Linked DNA regions of Mus musculus: region 1 is linked to region 2. The links are chromatin contacts, called in public promoter capture Hi-C maps. All regions are on one chromosome and are shown on one strand. Each heading gives the region's core, a stretch centred on a gene start, on an enhancer-like site or on the middle of the called end of the contact. The rest is flanking DNA. Distances are from core to core; before and after follow the strand shown.

The links. Promoter capture Hi-C pulls out the DNA fragments that hold promoters and counts their contacts.
Region 1: a contact with region 2 is called in a promoter capture Hi-C map of pre-B cells. The contact joins the enhancer-like site here to the promoter of Zpbp in region 2. A contact is called at or near these places in 7 of 39 promoter capture datasets (the C10 cell line, the HPC-7 cell line, embryonic stem cells and 3 more), 1 of 15 datasets of contacts at CTCF or cohesin (large pre-B cells), 6 of 484 Hi-C or Micro-C datasets (B cells, CD8 T cells, the G1E-ER4 cell line and 3 more), 2 of 115 datasets of contacts at active chromatin or transcription factors (the SCID.adh cell line and thymocytes) and 2 of 9 other capture datasets (adipose tissue and liver).

What each region holds. Positions count from the first base shown.
Region 1 is chr11:11,705,941-11,710,434 of GRCm38.p6, reverse strand. It overlaps Ikzf1 (IKAROS family zinc finger 1), which reads right to left. Exons shown (of 8, transcript NM_001025597.2): 3 at 2,531-2,650. Among named protein-coding and RNA genes, the nearest start is that of Ikzf1, 22 kb to the right of the region's middle. Within about 2 kb of position 2,579, at least 1 of the 459 cell types and tissues checked has an H3K27ac peak or open chromatin away from gene starts, as enhancers often do. A contact at or near this core is called in pre-B cells, where this site is marked.
Region 2 is chr11:11,460,716-11,465,159 of GRCm38.p6, reverse strand. It overlaps Zpbp (zona pellucida binding protein), which reads left to right and starts at 2,741. Exons shown (of 8, transcript NM_015785.2): 1 at 2,741-3,096. The coding sequence starts at 2,796. Spata48 (spermatogenesis associated 48) reads right to left here and starts at 1,416. Exons shown (of 9, transcript NM_001347068.1): 1 at 334-1,416. The coding sequence starts at 904.

The DNA of each region.
Region 1 (4,494 bases), core at 1,330-3,829, 250 kb before region 2:
AGGCCCTAGAGTTCTGTGTCAGTGCAATCGGCTCTGCCCTTCTTCCAGCAAACATCTGAGACTTGGTAAACTCAGGTTTGCCAGAAGAGGTCAATTGAGTGCTTCGTCAGCTTCAAATGGTTTCAGACACAACCACTTCAGAGAGCTGAGAGTTCTCATTATTAAAGAGATAACTTCAGAAGAACAAGCCACAGTGCCATTAAGTAGACCGTTCCGATGACTAAATCCCTGCTTTCCAGAAAGTTCTTCTTCGGGTCTGACTTAAATTCTTCAAGCAGCTCTTCAAATCTTTTTTTCTTCTTATTCAGACTTTGAAGAAAATGGAGGCCCAATAATGGTGCTTGTATTACTCTGCCTCTGACTGCCATTGTCCCAATTTTTATACATAGATCTATGGTGTCCTTTCAGCATTATTACAGAAAGCAGCAGTGTGTGAAACCCCAACTTTTCTAATCCTGGGAATGACCCACTAGCCAGTCAGGGGCTGGTTTCCAGTCTCTCACCACTTGTTTTCTAACTCTGTCTGTTCTTGTCTGGTACAGAGTCTCCTGGCATGGTCACAGCTGTCAGTAGCAGGCCCATTTCTCTCCACTGAGTGACCCAGGTTGTTGCGTCCTCACTGCTGGTCACTCCACAGGCTTGAGCTCTCAATCTGCAGTCAGTCTCCTCTTGTCGCTGTCCTTCTCTAACACATTTCTCTCTCTCTCCTGGCTGTTTTCAATTTTGCGTGTTTTATGGGTCCGTTTTTTATTAATGGACTCATCTCTTCCTTATGCTCTGTTGTCTGTCCTCATCTTACTACTGAGGCCGCATGGATCCCTTTTCTCTAGGAACAGTCCCTAGGAACATTTGTGCCTGCGATGCACCCACACACTTTCTCTCTCTTTTAGTCTGTCTGCCATTCTGTCTTCTGCTTTATTCATCTGGCCCACAAAGCCACTCTGGGGCATGCGGTAGTGCTCTCGCTCACATGAGGAAAATGGAGGCTCAGAGAAATGAGAAGTTCTGCCCTGAGGGTCACAGTCAGGGACCAGAATCTTGGATGTGTCCCTTCTGAGACTTGCCCTCCTGCCTCCCTGTTTCCATGGTGACTCTTGCTTGACCCTGTTGCCCTTTGATCCTATTCCAAACTCTCCTGATTCCTGGTCCCCTGTCCTTTTTAATCCATGATTCTCATGAGCCACTCCATAAGGCAGTGTGGTGAAGTATTGCTTCAACTTTATTTCCTGTAATTTGTGAATACCTCCTAGATATTACCCCATTCTATTTAATGTTATATTCTACACATTATGAAACTTACAGCCTATATATAGCCTACATGTGGAAATGGGTGGATTTCCTTCAACAATCACACAGGACAAGGCGGCCACCATGTAGTGTGGCTGGGGGTGTTCCAATGGTGGGTTTTCTCATCCCTTTCCCATGTACTATCTGTTCTCTGGGCTTTTGCTCTCAGTTTTTCTAGCAGGTGATGTTGTGGCTTCTAGTTGTCCACCAAAAACTTTGCTCTCTTTGTTTCTGAGGCTCACATCAAATAGCCTCCTCCTGTCTTCAGGGCCAAGTCAACTGCTACTGCCAAATCAGGCAAAACGTTTACCAAGGCATTTTAATTTTTCAAGTTTGAAATGATTACTTTCTAAACTTCATCTTGAAAGGAAATTGAACTGAAAATTGTACATGGTGACAGTCAGGGAGAGAAGACCCTGGGAATGACATGTTCTACAGAGTGCGCATACCAAGGGCACCTGGAACTGAGCACTTGATTTAGGATGCAAAGGCCCGTGAGGGAGCCAGCCAGCAGTGCCAGCGAAGCCTGCTCCCTGCTCACACTACACGGCCAAAGGGACAAGGTGCCCACAGCACTTGTGACCTATTCATCTATGACACGTGAAATACACACATCTTTCCCGCTCTCCAGGAACCAGCCTGGTTTTCGGTTCCTTAAATCACACCTACAGCATGATGATTCTGCAGAGGTTCCACAGCAGCTGTGGAAATTCTGGGCAAGCCCACCTCTTTCTCCACAAGAACTAAGTCCTTAGCCTGACTGTGAAGTAGGGGCTCTCCCTGTGTGGCATGGTCAAAGGACAATTTCTCCTGTTTCCCAGAATGAGCCTCTCGCTTGGTGATGAGAACCACAGGCAGGTTGTGACCATCTGTTTATGTTTTGAAAAGAACCCCTAGCATACAGGGTGTTTTCAGGACTAAGCAAAGGAGATCTATATGCTCCAACACTGGCCGAACTCCTTGATTTAAAGTGACCTTTAAATTAATACAAATGTATTTCATACAGTTCCATGTTGTTCAGCACATAGTAACACCAAGATCACCTGTAGTCAACAGAAAACCACCTTAAAAATAAACACATCAATTAAAGCAGATCACCCATATCCCAACTTGAGGAAACCCTGTTATGTGACTGACCTCAGAGGACAAGAGGGAATGAGCCCACCTACCTTATCCTACACAGCAGCCATTTCCTAACTGTGCATATGCTACAGCCTGCAGGACAGCAGGGTGAGCCACTTACCCATGCCTCGATCACTCTTGGAGTTCTGCTGTGCTCCAGAGGTAGTGGACAGGTCCTCAGGGACAGGCATGGGCTCATCCCCTTCATCTGGAGTGTCACTGACTGGGGGGCTCTCCTTTCCTGCAGACACAAATCAGAGCTTGAGTTTCTGGCAGGCGTTGTCAGCTGCTGGGAAAACCTCACTGCCTGGGCTTCACCTTGACAGCACTAGGGCAGACTGAAGGGGTACCTGCTCTGAATTAATGCTTCCCTGTTAGGACAAATACATATTTCTCTTCCTAGGAATGAATATCACTGCTAAGCACTAAATAGACATCAGAGGACAGAACAAAGATTTACAAAAGGAAAACAACAAAAAGCAAAACAACATCTGTGGCCTTAACTATTCCTGATACCAAATTACTACATAAATATTGATATATTATAGGGTCTATGTGGTGATATTTTTCAAAGCAAACTGGCTTTTAGACATCCTCAATACAATTTGTTGATACAAACCTATTTCTACAATTTTATTTATAGGGGAAATAAGGAATTAGGTTCATTGTTTTGCTTCTTTTGACTCTATATATTGTTTTGAGTCTATATAATCAATTTTGCACTGAACCTCCTTTCAGTCAATTTTGGACATATCCTTAAAGATCATCATTGTATACATCTTTGGAAATGTTACTGCTGGGCTAATGGTGGCTGTATTTCTGAGGCTCTTCTCGTGCTTTGACAAACTCAAAAGCATACAAAGATAAAAGTTTGTTACACATCATAAAGTAGGGTTCCCATTCTCCCTTCCTCTCCCGTTCTTCCTTCTTTGCTATTATTTGAAAACCTCACACATGCATATACAGCTTTTTTTGGTCCTTCCCTCTGCCTCCTTCCCTTCTGTGTTATTATTTGATAATCTCATACACGTGTAGACAGCTTTTTGGCCACTTTCACTTCCAGTTACCCCCTCACTCCCCTCCTAATCCCATCTCCCTAGCAATCATTGGCTGGGTTAGAATGAAGTTTGTCTAGCTCCAGGATGGAGAAATTGAGATCGACACAGTGAAGCTGTCGCTGGTAGAAAACGCTCTCTTCTCACCAAGGCTGGAGCTCTGAAAGTGTCCACCTTTCTGGAGCTGATTTAAAGGGATTGACAGGCTCAAACTGAATAGGAGAAACAGCCAGTGAGGCCCTAAATCTATGCTGACTGACTCATTGTAGCTACTTACAAAAGAAAGTCTGGCTCAAGATCCTGAAGGTAGGCTACCAGACGTGTGCCCGTTGAGTTGGCAACTTGGCCCAATAGGCGAAATGACCTCCCAACAAACACTAACCCAGACTTTTGTGAGCATTATGTAAACAACATGCCAATGAGTAAAATTTTCTGAGAACACGAACAGACATGGTATGAAAATTGGATCAACTCACAAGAACTGCACCAACATTTTTTAGGAGCCAGAAAAGATCATTAAAATAAGTACATGAGACAAGCTTTACTGGAATCTTTAAAATAGAATCTGCACCAAAGACATGCTTTGGGGAATAGTGTTACAATCGCTAAGAAAGAGACATCACAATGTACTATCCCAGGTTAGCTTGATTAGAGCAACTGGCATATTTTCAGAAAGAGCATTATTGGGTATATTTGGATAGCTGATACGAGATAAATAGTTAAAGATGGGGTAAGATTATAATAATTTCCCAAAGAAAAACAAAAAGCCCAAGAGGCTGATTAAAAGTGTTCACATTGTGCTAGAATCTTGGAGCAGTAGTCAGCACTGTCTCCCTCACCCTAAATAGAAGACATTTACAGTAACAGTGGCAGGACTTGTGGCTCTGCTTCTCATCTTTGCAATAAGCAAGGAAAGCCTCTATCCAGGAGCATGCAGAAGGTATACAAACAATTTGACAGCTTCAGTCATACAGAGTCATGGCCCAGAATGAAGGTTTTCAAAGTTTGGGGATGTTAGGGAGGTATTCAA
Region 2 (4,444 bases), core at 1,492-3,991:
ATTACAAGGGAGAGAAACAATGAAGGAAGCTTTTATACAATTTACCCTGACACATGGACCCTCTTTTGTAAAATAAGTTATCTGTATAATTAAAATAAATTAATTGTTAATATATTTGCTGTTGACCAATTAAACTTAAATTAAAAAAAATCATTTGTGTTTTACAAGCAGATTTATACATTGTATCACTTGTAAGACCTTCTTAAAATCCAATTGAAAATAATTTGTTCAGTCATTTTATGTCAATTTAACTGCTAAAATTTAAAAAAATCTCAAGCTCATTCTCCTTTGCGTCACTTGAAGAACATATAAAAACTATGTTGCTTTACTTACCTCCAAGCTTTGCCTTGATGGAAATGTCTGGCACTTTCCTGGAATTCCATCTCCTATCCTGTTTTAGTTCTTCTGCAAGTATTGTTTGCCTTTTTATTGTTGTTTGAAATCCTTTGTCTGGTCTAGGAACTCGATTTTGAGGTTTCACATCATGGAAACTCACCAGGTTTGGTATGGCTCTGCCTATATTAGGCTTTAAATTAGCATCTCCACCAGGACTCATAAATCCTGAGCAGGGGTCACCCAAGGGCACATCGTCACGCAATGGTGCTAATGGATATGCCCTCCCATATGGTGGGGGATAGGGGTAGTGAAGATGATAGTCCGGCAAGACTGAAGGTGGATAAGGATGAAATTTTAAAAATGTAGGGTTGCATTTCTTTTCAAATCTGACACAGTTATGTCTGTCTTCAAGTCCTTTCACAGAGGGCATGTTCATTTTCTGTAAGAGGTTACTGTAGTGCGGGTAATCTGGATGCTCAATAGCCTTTCCTTCTGAGAAGATGAACCTTCTAGGGATACTGATCTTCCCAGGCATGGTCTTGACCTCCATATCCATGTACTGTCTCATCAGTTTTGAGGATTATGAATTAAATTCCTTTGTTTTTTTTTTTTTTTTTTTTTTTTACCATTTAACTATTAAAAACCCATATTTCCAGTAATGGAAGATTAGGATTAATCCACCATAAAATTAATTCAATTTTCTAAATGTTAGTCATTTAAAAAGTCTTAAGGTAATTTTTTTCTGCTGAAAGGGAGATAGGCCAGTATAGAAATAGGACATAATAATAATAATAAAAAAACACAAAAAGAGCCTTTGCTGCTTGGCAACAGGTAGAACCATAGCTCACGGAACTACTTATTATGTACATCATAATGGAATTCTTTAGGCAAACCACAGAAAAAAGTCCTAGTAATATTTCCATTATACCTTTTTCTCCAATGCTCAGGAAACCAATACACACACACATGCACACACACACATGTATATGTAAAAATTTAACATGTTCATATTTTGTGGGCAAGATAGTAACTGAAAGAATATACTGAAGTTGATGTAGTGAATACATATACAGTCTCTCTCTTTCATATATACTCTCTCTCTCTCTCTCTCTCTCTCCTACACACACACAAACACACACACACAAACACACACAAACTAGAAATAACTTTTCGGGTTGGAATAAATTATAAACATTGGTATATGTTTAATTTAAATACGCTAACAAGGAAGATATAGTATACTGATTTTTAAGAAAAATAATTCATAAATCATAGCCAATGTAAAAGTCCATTCTTAAATGCCTTAAATTATCTGCAGTTTCTTTAAGTTACCACAATTCTTAGAACGAAAACAATGAGGTATTTATGTTATTTCAGTAAATGGCAGCATAAAAAACGATCTATTTTAAACGATAAGCATAGCAGTCCACTTAAGAGCTGTTTTTTAACTAGACAATTTGGTTTTGCATGAAAATTGCAACTAAGTTTAATTATTACAATCCGAAGGGTAATAGCTCACACCTCCTTAAATAAAGAAGGTAAGCTTCTACAAGAGTCAGGTATAGAATATTTAAATCAGATCAATTGTATGATAGTAAGGATAAGCAGAATGTAGCCACGACCACCTATGATGATGACTGAAAATTTGCAATATACAACAAAACAAGCAATAACGTTGAAATAAATGGGTAAGTTTTCAGCATAAGGTCCTGGACAGTTTATCCAAAACACGAAGGTCAGTAAGTTTTTACTCCACTCCGTATTACCCATCTCTTCATATTAAAAGTGAAAACATTTAACAGCCTGCTTCTAGTGTTTCTATATATTTGTATAAAATTTATTTTTATCCTAGTTGGACTATCATTAAATCCTTCCAAAGGCAGAAAAGATGTATGATTCTTTCAATTTAAATACATTCTCATTCTAAACGGTCCGTGAGCTGGTTCTTTATGTTTTCCTGAATCCAAGTTGAGGATGATCTTCCAAGCCGAGTACTGCATGAAAGTCAATGTCATCTAAGGTCTATTTCCTCCATTTTCCCATCATGCCACTTTTTAAGGCAATACCTTTAATTTCTCCTAGGTGTTCACTGCATGCATTTTCTATTAAGTCCCACACACTGATAATGCACAATCGTTCGCATTACAACAGTCAGGAACTTCATGCATTGGCATTACTATAGCCAGGAAGTTTATGAGAGGTGTACATTCATTAAGTCATCCGTTCTCAGGATCTGCTGCCATTAGGCACCTAAAGGCTGAAACTCAATCCACTGCTAAGGTAATAAGAGGGGCTTCTCCTCTGCACACAGACACCACGGGAAGGCAAAGGTTAGAACTTTGCGACACAAGATTCTTCTCGCTTTGGAATCTCAGACCAGCCAGGTTCTGGAGGGTTTCCTTAGTGGTGCGGGGCCTCGAAGTCAAGGGAGCCCCTAGGGGATCGACCTCTTGCCTCCCATGTGTACCCAAGCTGGGTCCCAAGCTAGCACACCTCCCGCACATCACCCGAGCGGAAGTGGCGCGTCCGTCGGTCCGTCCTTCCGGCCTGCCGTCTGCCAACTTCCGGCGGCGGGTGGGCGCGCGCCAGGTAACGACCTTCTGCGCCGAGGCTCGGCCGTCGGCGGCGTGTGGATGGAGGCCTTGGCCCCGGGCCGGGCTCCGCGGGGCCGGCGGCGGGCCGGGGCCTCGGGCTCCGTGCTCTCGCCGCTGTCGCTGGCCGCCGTCCTGCTCTGCGCCTTGCTGCGGGCGCCCCCTGCAGGTGAGGCTCGGCGCCGCATGGCGGGAGCTCTGGCTGCCGCGGCTCCTCACGAGAATTGCGTTGGCCCCGTGTCACGTGACTCCGACTACACAAGGACACCCTCTCTGGCAGGGACAGCCCCAGTGAGCCTAGTTTTGTGTAGGAATCTTGAAAACTACATTTGCATAGAAAAGACCTCTGTGGGCTCGTGAAGGAGGCCCTGCTCCAAGAGATTATCCGAACTTTAAAAGTGCCTTAATAAAACTTCAGTTCGTGGGTCATTGCCAGCCGTGTGTTTCAGAGCGAGTCTATGTAGCTCTGTATAGTACTGAATTTGTGCTGTGAACCTAGTGAGCTTTTAGACCATCCTTGATAGTGCAGCGCCCTCTGTTGGTTCTGGATGTAAAATGCAGGGTGTAGTTGGAAACACGTATCCTAGTTTCAAAAATATATATCGGAGAAAGAAATGAGCGCTTACTAGATTGGCTTTTTAGCTAGCAAGGTTTGGTCTCTCTCCCTCTCCCTCTCTTTATGTTGAAATTGTAGACTTACTAGCAATAATCTGTGTCCCATAGATCCTAAATGTACTAAAGGTACATTTGTCAGAGTTAAAGTTTATTCAAATAAGAGAACTATAAAGTAACCAAGGATACAGATGTAGAAGAAGTGTGAAGAAAGGGATACTGTGGTTAAAGGAAAGAAATGGGGCATGCTTACTAGTTTTTTATTTTTTTTTTAACTTGACACAATCTGTAGTTACCAGGGAATAGGAAACCTCAATTGAAGATTTGACTATCAGATTGACGTATGAGCGGTCTGTGGGGGTATTTTTCTTAATTGCTTTTGATGTGGGAGGGGCCGGTCCTCTGGGAGGTGGTGTCATCCCTGGGCAGGTGGTCCCAGGCAATGTCAGAAAGCAGGCTGAGCAAGCCAGAGGAAGCTAGTCGGTAAGCACTATTCCCCCGTGCTTCCGCTTAGCCTGCTGCCTCCAAGTCTGGGTTTGAGTCCTGGATGCCTTTGCTTTCCTGGATCGGAAAGAGAGGCCCCTTGGTCTTGCAAACTGTATATGCCTCAGTACAGGGGAACGCCAGGGCCAAGAAGTGGGAGTGGGTGGGTGGGGGAGTGGTGGGGGAGGGTATGGAGGACTTTTGGGATTGCATTGGAAATGTAAATGAAGAAAATACCTAATTAAAAAATGTAATACTAAAACAAAGCATAACAAAACAAAAAAGGAGAGAAATAACCTGCCAGGGGAAATCAGTCCTCACTAGTCTTCTCCCAGGTTGATTTGGGGCGTGGTGTTTATCACAGGCACAGAAAGGAAGCTAGGATGGGGAGAGGGATATAAAAGATTACTCTCATCGAACAC